Regions from separate parts of the Zea mays genome. Here region 1 is linked to region 2. Evidence: chromatin contacts called from public Hi-C data. All regions are on one chromosome and are shown on one strand. Each heading gives the region's core, a stretch centred on a gene start, on an enhancer-like site or on the middle of the called end of the contact. The rest is flanking DNA. Distances are from core to core; before and after follow the strand shown. Region 1 holds the start of CNR6 (Cell number regulator 6). Region 2 holds the start of LOC100384533.

The links. Hi-C and Micro-C count contacts between places; a contact is called where the count stands out from the background.
Region 1: a contact with region 2 is called in a Hi-C map of tassel, with 2.0 times the contacts expected there. The contact joins the promoter of CNR6 here to the promoter of LOC100384533 in region 2. A contact is called at or near these places in 2 of 25 Hi-C or Micro-C datasets (endosperm and tassel).

The regions. Positions count from the first base shown.
Region 1 is chr9:161,760,423-161,765,139 of Zm-B73-REFERENCE-NAM-5.0, reverse strand. CNR6 (Cell number regulator 6) reads left to right here and starts at 2,554. Exons shown (of 4, transcript NM_001153371.1): 1 at 2,554-2,727; 2 at 2,825-2,939; 3 at 3,115-3,380; 4 at 3,460-3,848. The coding sequence starts at 2,608. The coding sequence ends at 3,678. LOC100286111 (formyltetrahydrofolate deformylase) reads left to right here and starts at 4,556. Exons shown (of 8, transcript NM_001158999.1): 1 at 4,556-4,658. The coding sequence starts at 4,578. LOC103639629 (probable helicase CHR10) reads left to right here. Exons shown (of 18, transcript XM_020544007.3): 17 at 615-729; 18 at 827-1,162. The coding sequence ends at 905.
Region 2 is chr9:161,342,246-161,346,938 of Zm-B73-REFERENCE-NAM-5.0, reverse strand. It overlaps LOC100384533, which reads right to left and starts at 1,391. Exons shown (of 5, transcript NM_001177051.1): 1 at 845-1,391; 2 at 1-747. The coding sequence starts at 853. It also overlaps a transcript of LOC100192912 not described here.

The DNA of each region.
Region 1 (4,717 bases), core at 1,305-3,804, 420 kb before region 2:
CTCAGCATTTGCAGGAAAATGCTTGTTTCGGTTTATCCCTTGTGAAGACTCTACTCATGTGTGATTACTTTGACAAGAACCTGTCCTCCGTGTCTTCATTTCATTTGCATCCTTACTGCAGAAGGCAACTGTACCCGGAGTTTGGATGCACCTTTATGGGTTGCACTAGCTATCGTTCAGTCTTACAATCCGAGGCGTAAAGTTCCGAGAAGTGAAATCTCCATGTCTGATTTGGAGCTCTGTATATCAAAAGCAGCCTTCTCAGCTGCTCAGCATTCTGGTATTGTTCTCGTTTGGTTCCTTAATATAGAATTGTTTAGCAATCTAAAGCATGCCTTGGAATATCGGAATGCCACTCATCTCTTCAGCAACGCATGCCAGTTGTCAAAATGTATGTTGTTTCAAGTAATATGTACGCACCAAAAAATCCTGTTCAGCCTAAACGTCTATTTGATTTCTTAATTATAAACCGTGAGAGCATGTTTGTATAGCTATTTTAAATTTATAATCCTATGGCTCCTCTTTTGCATTGAAGTACTGAACTTATGCAATTATCTCTTTAGCTACTATCAGGTTCGGTTATTTTGTTTTCATTATTTTTCTCCTCTCTGAAGCGGCTATCCACATGCCCCGAATTGGTTACCAAGGTGGCTCCCAACGATCAGAATGGTATACAATAGAACGCCTGCTCAGGAAACACTCATCTCTCCATGGAATCGACATTTTTGTGTATGCCATGAGAACACAGTTTCTTTTATGAGTTACTATCCGTCGATATGTACTTGCTAATGAAGAACAACTGCTACCAACCATTTTCCTCCTGCAGATACTACTTTCAGCGACGACAGACAGATTGCCAGATTGTAACCCAGGTAGGTCATGCTGACGATTCGACCCAAGCGTAGGGATGTCTCTGTAAAAACCCACTACATCAGAAGAATCTGGGATTATGTGTAGCTAGCTGCAACAATTTGTCTTTTCTTTTTCTTTTACTGCCCCTTCTCTCTGGGACCAAAACGCCTATGAATAGATGAGGGAGCCAAATGAATTAGGTTTTAGTACATTTAGCTAAGAGGTGTATGTATGTACAAGTGTTGTTTGCATCTGCAGTCTCTTTTGATGAAAATCTATGTGGCATTTATATTGCTTGATTTTTGTTTTTTGATTTGGTCTATTTTAGACCTCTTTTTCTTCTTCTTAACATATATGATGCGTAGCGAAAAAATCTTACCAGATTAGATGAGAGATCAGGTTGTTGTCATCGTACAACTTGGACCACAGCATGAGTCCTCCGTACTTGGTGGTGTTGTTAGGCTGTCTCCAGCAACGTTCTCTAAATTTCATCCTCTAAAGGAATATTCTATGTTCTTTACAGTTCTCTCTAAAATATTCCGTCCTCTATATCTTCACCGTCTCCAACAACGTACTCTAAAGTCCATCCTCTATAACATACCAACTATATAAATAGAATATTTTTGTAGCAAACATTATTGCTCTTACCCCTGCTAATGTACGGATCGTACGACTGGCAACTGTTTTTGGACGGTCAAGCTACTGCTAGCGCCTGATAGCGGACCAGCAGAAGAACTCCAGGGATAGCGGATGTGCTCGAATGCTCCTCTATTTTAGAGCACGCTTTACAGGCTGCTGCTGGACACAAAAAGAATCCTCTAAATCTCTATATTTAGAGTTCAGGATCGTATACAGACCCTTGCTGGAGGCAGCCTTATTGGCGTAGGGGTCGCAGTGGCCCGCGAGGTTCAGCTGCCCCGAGCCGAAGCTGCTGATAAAGGCATAGATCACCCTTGTTTGTTTCATCCTTTTGCAGCTTCTGGCAACCAAAAGCTGCTGCAGACTGCTAAACGCTCAGTTTTTCAGCCAGCTTCTATAAAATTCGTTTAAGTAAAAATCATTTAAAATCAATATAAATACATAATCGATTGAGTCGTTGCAATAGTAGGAACCTGTCATTTTTTAGATTCTGAGCCTTATAGACATCTTTATCTTTCTCCGCACGTAATCCTAATGAAACTCAGATTCTCTACACAGCCAGATTCTCAGAAAAGCTGAACCTAACAGGCATGCCTATGGCGCAGGTGTCGGCGAGGGTGTCCGCTCGTTGCCGTTCTGGCTCCACCTGGCTTATTTGGTTTACGGCTAATTGTGTTATATTTTGTCTAAAATTAATCGTCCGAATTAAAAAACTAGGTGGATATTTGTTTGAGGATGAAGTGGTGCATCATGAGCTCATTTCTCATAAATTTGGTGGGATTCTATTTATCATATTAATACAAACTAATTATGAGGTGTTGATAAATCATCTTATTGTATTCCATAAATCAAATAAAAAGAAGTAAGGAGTGAGAAGATAATAGACTAGGTTATTTATCAAACCAAATACTTTATAACTTTAGTTAAAAAAGTTAGGTCAAGTATAAGCACCAAACAAAAGAGCCGAGGAGGATGTTTAACTTGGGCCTGATCAGGGCCCGGCGTGCTTCATGTAAGCTCCGGCCCGATCGATGAGAGGAGTCAGACGGAGGCAAGGCCGGGGTCGGCAGCAGAGGGGAGCAGAGAGATCTCATTCTCCGATCCGCCCAGGCCACCATGGCGGAGGATGCTACGAGCAGCCACCCGTCACGCTACGTCAAGCTCACCAAGGACCAGGACGCCCCCGCCGAGGACATCCGCCCCGGCGAGCTCAACCAGCCAGTTCACGTCCCGCAGGTCTCGCTCTCTTTCTTCATTAGGGTAGGGTATGTATCCCTCGTCCTTTGAGTCCGATGGATCTGGATCTCATCCCTACTCCCCTGCCCGACAGCAGCTCGAAGGCCGGAGGTGTAGCGAGTGCGGTCAGGTCCTGCCCGAGAGCTACGAGCCGCCCGCCGACGAGCCCTGGACCACCGGGATCTTCGGATGCACCGATGACCCAGAGACCTGTATGTAATCTAGTCTCTCTTTTGGATTGGAACTTGGGCATGGTGGTCTGCTGATTCTGTTAGCGACAACACATGCTGATTCAAAATATTCATTCAGTCCAAAATGCCTGATCAAATGTTTGCTTTGCTTAGCACTTGTATGATCTCCCTGTCAATATCTGTATGGAATCACTAGGCCGAACTGGATTGTTTTGCCCCTGCGTGCTGTTTGGGCGCAACGTTGAGGCTGTTAGGGAGGACATCCCTTGGACAACTCCTTGCGTGTGCCATGCTGTATTCGTTGAAGGAGGGATCACGCTGGCGATTCTGACGGCGATATTTCACGGTGTTGATCCGAGGACGTCATTCCTGATTGGAGAAGGTCTGGTGTTCAGCTGGTGGTTATGTGCTACCTACACTGGCATCTTCCGCCAGGGGCTTCAGAGGAAATATCATCTCAAGGTGGCCAATTCAACTCAACTCAACTCTCCTCTCTTTCCACTACTGTTAATTAAGAGCGAGCTAACTCTTGTTTGGCCAGAACTCTCCGTGTGACCCATGCATGGTCCACTGCTGCTTGCACTGGTGTGCCAACTGCCAGGAGCATCGCGAGAGGACGGGACGGCTTGCAGAGAACAACGCAGTGCCCATGACGGTTGTGAACCCGCCTCCGGTGCAAGAGATGAGCATGCTGGAGGAGGTGGAGGAGAAGGGAGCAGAGAAGAGTGAACACGATGATGTGGAGGTCATTCCTCTATAGATAATAGGGTCGGAGTCCGAGTGAGGATAGCACTAGCAGCATCAGATGACGATCACAACTTCTGGTCATTCCTCTATAGTTAGTTAGTTATTGATCTTTCAACAACAAAATGTGGTGGTGTGGCAACTGTCCATTTTTATTATCCCAAATAATAATACTGTACTACGTTACGGCCCACGCCCAATTTTTCTTTCAATCTTTCGCGGTCAGAAGGAGAAAGAAGAACATATAGGGCCTGTTTGGTTCGTGGCTAACTGCGCACGCTTTGTCTAAGGTTAGTCGTTCAAATTGAAGAACTAATTTTAGACAGAAAAGTTAGGCAAAGTGTGGCAAGTTAGGCAGAGAACCAAACATGCTTTTAATCCGGATCGATAATGATCTTACCCCCTTCGTTTAGGTACCATCTATCCACGAATCTGACATTCGATATGACACGAGCTAAACTTTATCTCTATGGCCCTGTTTGGCACAGCTTATTTTCAGCTTCTTCACAAATTTAAGCAGAAGTTCTGCCAAACAGCTAGCTTCTCCAGCAGCTTATTAGTTCAGTTGCTTCTCAGAATACACTAAAAGCAGCCAACAAGCAGAAGCTGCTTTTCACCAGTTTATCAGATAAGCTGCTTTTTCAACAAGCAGCAGCTGTGCCAAACAGGGCCTATAACCAAACACCCCTAACCCACTCACCAATCTGGCCTGGTATCATGTTCACCACCAGCAGCAGGTGTAGCAGTTTAAAACGCGGGAAAAAAACTGAAGGAATCTCTGCATATTCAAGTAGCAGGTGTAGTAGTTTACCAAGGAATGGGATTGGGAATCCATATCATCCACCAACCGCCCCCACCCAGTCTGAGTCTGAGTCAGAGGTACCCACCCACTCATCCGTCCGTCCATCCAATGCGATGGTGTCGTTGGCGCGCCGGCCGCTCTCCGCCGCCGTACCTGCGGGCAACCTCCTCGGCATCCATCTCTTCCGGTGCCCCGTGCGTACCTCTCCCTCCCTCTGCGGCTCTGCCTGCTTGCTTGTTACGCAGGGCAGGTA
Region 2 (4,693 bases), core at 142-2,641:
TGAGGATCTTTCCTTCTTCCAGAAAAAGATATTCCTGCTCTCTTTACCATATCTCCTGGTGGCCAACTCATGCTGGTTCAGACTCTTTGGATCTTTGTTGGAGTCGGTATTATCTGCTATTTTTGTGGGCTCTAGATTGTTCCCTATCAGTCTGTTTTGGTTTCTTTGGGCGCTCTCCAAAATACGTGAATTTGACTTCTGAAAGAAAAGTTCGGTGTCTGAGCTTAGCATCTCCAGCGCATCTCTGAATTTTTTGGGCTGAGTTTTACTACTGCTACATCGATGTTTGCCACCAGCAGTATCATATTCGTCACCCCGTGAAGTTTGCTGCTCATAAGCAAATGTGCACGGAGGATTATCTAGCTCTGCAATCTTTGTTTGGATTAGGGCTTTCATCTCCGTACATAACTCCCCATTATTGTTGCAATTTCTATGGATCCGTCCTAAGAAATCTGCCAAGGCAAATTCAAGCTCATTTTCTTCTGCTTCTTTTATGCAGTTGGAAGCAGTGGGATCCAAAGATCCAGATGGAGCAGCCGTGGTGGTGATACCTCTGATGTGATTTTGGTCTCCCTTCTTCGCTTTGCTGTTTTGGGCTGAACTTTTGTCCAGGCAGGCACCATGTCCCAGGTCAGCTAATATTCTCTCAACCTCATCATTTGGAAGCTTCAGCTGTTTTAGCTTTCGTAGCTCGTCCTCCATAAGTCTTTTGACTGTTGGTTTGCTGGAACTGGGTTCCTCCATGTTCTGAGAAACATATATATAGGATATGCAAATTCTCAGAATATACGCTGTAACATGTGCACGCAGGAAAAAAAAAAAGAAAGAATGAGATAATGCATACATAGAACATAAGCTTGAAGAGCCTCCCGCGTGGGCAACTTCGGCGGGCGTAACCCTAGCCGTCGCCGCCGCCTCTCTCTCCCTTCTTCCCTCCGTCTCGCCGCTGCCGGAGGGTGCGCGCGGGCCCCGGAACGGTGACGGAGGCGCTCAGGCCCGCTGCCGGCCGGGCGCTGCTGGCTGTGCCGGCGACCGTGTTGGAGCCGGTGCCTGTGGCATTCCACCGGCATTTCGGGCACCGTATCCTAGTGGGCGCGAGCGGGTGTGAGGGCGAGGCGGCCCTACTCAGCTCTGTGGCCGACAGCGCTAGGGGCGCGTGGTTGGCGTCGGTAGGGAGTTGCTCTGTTCTCCCCTCCCGCCCACAACCGCGTCTCCTCCCTGGCCTCACCGGGGTCCGGCGGTTTTGGGGCCGTCAGCCTGGTTTTGGGCCCTCTCGCTGGATCTACGCCTTGGTGATGGTGGTTCCTGCGGAGAGGAGGGGTGGTGCCTACGTGGGCGTTGCGAGGCCACAAAGTTTGAGAGAGAGACGTCCAGTGGCCCGATGAGGTGCGTTGGCAGGGCTGCACTATGGTCGAGATGCTTGCGGCGGGGCTCTCCTCTCGTTTGGCCTGGCGATGGGCTGAGAGACTTCTTGGCCAAAAGCCATCGCAGCAATGGTGACGCTTGTGGTTGTGGATGCCACTTCCCCCGTCGGGAGTGTCGCATTCTTAACATTGTCTTCTATAGATAAAAATCCGATCTATCCCGAACAAGGGACGACGGTGACGTTCTACACGTCACTCCCTTTTTAAAGACGCCGCTGTTAAAGTTTGTCTTGGCCACAATGTCGTCTTGGATTGTTGCTTTCACTTCTCGACATCTGGTATGCGGATGGAGGTAGGGTTTTGCAACATAAAGCTGAAACTGCTGCATCAGAGGATGTGGCTCGACAACAATGATATGAGACTAAACCCTCTTATCAAGGATTGGATTGTTTCGTAGGTTGGGCAATTGCCGGGAGCGAGGCGGAGAAGCAAACTTGTTGGTGAAGAACCGGAGCTGCCTTGCGTGGAGTGTATTGAGGCTTGGCATCCTTTTGCGTCGATGTTTGGGTGTAGGAGTCGTTAAGTTCCTTTAGCCATGTGCGGCCTGTCTAGTGAAGTCAGAGCTGCTCATCCTTTACGTTGAGCTCGACAACGATGAATCTGAACGAGTTTTGTGTGGAGGGCTACCGTTGTGTGAGTTGTTTGTGCACTCTGTGTAGGTTTTAGACCCGATTTTCTTTAAAACTAGATCAATTCCGTTCTTTTTAATTGAAAGGCAGAGCTCCTGCTATTACGTTTAGAAAAAAAACTAAAATAAACAATTCCCATTTGAATGCTAATATACATGCAAAGTATGCAATCGATGGGGTACCCCTAAGCCCTTGTATATTGTTAACTAGAACCGTATCTGTGGGAGATATTGAAGTACACGCATGCCTGAAGAAGGACAACCATTCAACAGACTGTTGTATTGTTCAGCTAAACTTGTTTACTGATCTGGAGATTGAAGAACACACTGGCCATCGTGTATGAAGAGAACTTACATAATCGCCGTATTCATCTATTTCGTCCAAGTCCTTGGAATTCTTTCTTGAGTGGCCCCTTCGTCCTGCAACCATTCTGGGGTGCATAAGTACAAACTCAAGATTATTTGTTGAGCAATAGTACTTGAGAGAAACACTTACCAGAAAAGGCACTGAAACTGTGCCTTCTACTCCCTGGCTGCTTCCTGTCCAACAGGAGCTTATTGGCGTCATGGCGGGAATAGAACATGCGGATGAGGCCTGCCATGCAGCCTATGCTGCCGTCCTGGTGGCGTCGAATAAGGCGCTTCTGGCTTCTCTTCCCCATTTTCTTGCGATTTCTGAAGGAAGAAGAAGAGGAAAGGACGGAGGGTGCCCCCTCAAGAAGAAGGGAGAAAGAATGGGCCGGGAGGTCGGAGGAGGAGGATCGGAGCACATGCCATGCACAAGCAAAACGCACGCTACGCTACCTTAGCTTTTTTCCCCACCTGCACTGCACACTGCAGAGCGAAAAGGCGAGAGGGGGCAGGCAGAGATCCATCCAGCCATCCAGCCAGCCAGCCAGCCTTTTTGGCAGTAGTAATTTTGCCTCCGGCCTGCGCTATCCACATACGTCTCTCTCTCTCTCTTGCCTCAGCTGGACTCTTGTGTTGGCTGGGCTGGCAGCAACACCCCCAACACTCCACGGGCACGGCACTGCGCTACACCATGGAGAGTAAATAATATTCCTTTTTCCTTGTGCAAAGGAAAGGATTCATATGTCGCGCATCTGTGTAACCTCGGATTGGTTACCAACTCCCAGCTGCTACTCAGCTAATTAAAACACCACCGTTGTTATTATTCAGCTAAACAAAACACCACGATTGCGATGGATCATGAGTACCGTACGTGCGGTGTCAGGCAAATGCAGTGCAGGCCCACTTTTTCCCACTAATTTTTTGCCAGCCCAGCAGATTGCCAGATCCACCACCACCCACAATCACCTTACCCCTATTATAGATGATATAATAATCAACCAATCCATCCATGCTGCTCGATTCATTCCATCGCAACAACAAAACCACACAACTAACTATCCCTTTTTCTCGATTAGGAACTGCATCCATCCATCCATGATATATTGATATGAGAAGTAGCTAGCTACTAGTACCCAAGCTCAGGCGGCATGCAGGCCACAATGGCCTGCATTTCTCTTCTCCTCCGCTTCCTGGCCCTCCTCAGGATCTCCTGGCTCTCCTCCGCGCCCACCTTCACCAGGTCGCACTCACCTGCACCTGCTTGCACAAATAAAAGCCCACGCCCTTTGCTGTTCACCTCAAAGGCCACAATTCTGAAATGCTCGCTCCCTAGTGGCGTTTTACCTACCTGACCCCAGGGGCGCCGGCCTCAGGATCACGCAGGAAGCAAGGGCCTCGCTGCCGCCATCGTCGGAGTCGTCGTCGATGAATATCACCACCTGCATGCAATGCATCACCATCACGGTCATGGACACACAGAGCCATACGTCAAAAGCCCTTTTTACCTTCTCAGTTGCCGCTGCCCGGCCGACGACGACCTTTGTATTCGTCGCCGCCTCTTCCTGTTTAGGTGTCACCCTGGATCTACAACCAGTTAGCTTTTGGGGAACCGCTCTCAGCTTTCCCTCCTCTACCTTCGGCCTCGGGCCTGCTGCAGGGCACACCAAAGGTACGGGATGCCGCCTGTCATCAGTAGGCAAGCCTAGTCACAACACGATATAATCACCATTCAAAATGCAGCTACCAGTATAATGTAATGTAATGCTAGCATATATACTCGTAAAGTGTCACTCGTGTAAGGAATGCAACTGACAGGAAACAACTTAACCTTACATGATGAAAATAAGTGCAAATGAAAAAAAAAACAGCTACTGGAGTACAATGAAACTAACGTTCATAATTCCATATATGGGATCCAACAAAACTGACACAAAACAAACTCAAGGTTAATACAACGAAACTAACATTCCACTGCAAATGGCCTTTGAATATGCTGCCATTTCAACACTTGAACTGCTGTCACTAACCAGACGTAATGAGAAACGAAGCAGCCTTTTTAAATGAACATGCATCCAACGATCAAAATTTAATCAGGTTTCAGGTTGGCACATAACAATATCAACACACTTTTTTTAGGATATCAAGATTAGAGGCAGCCACTTTGCGTTTTGATTAACAAGCATTAAGAGAAGTCCTAGTTCAATGCTCCATACCACAAGAACAAAACATTATCTAATAACTGGAGCTTGTACGAAACTGAGTTGAGAATATTACACTTCCGGCGCGTGTA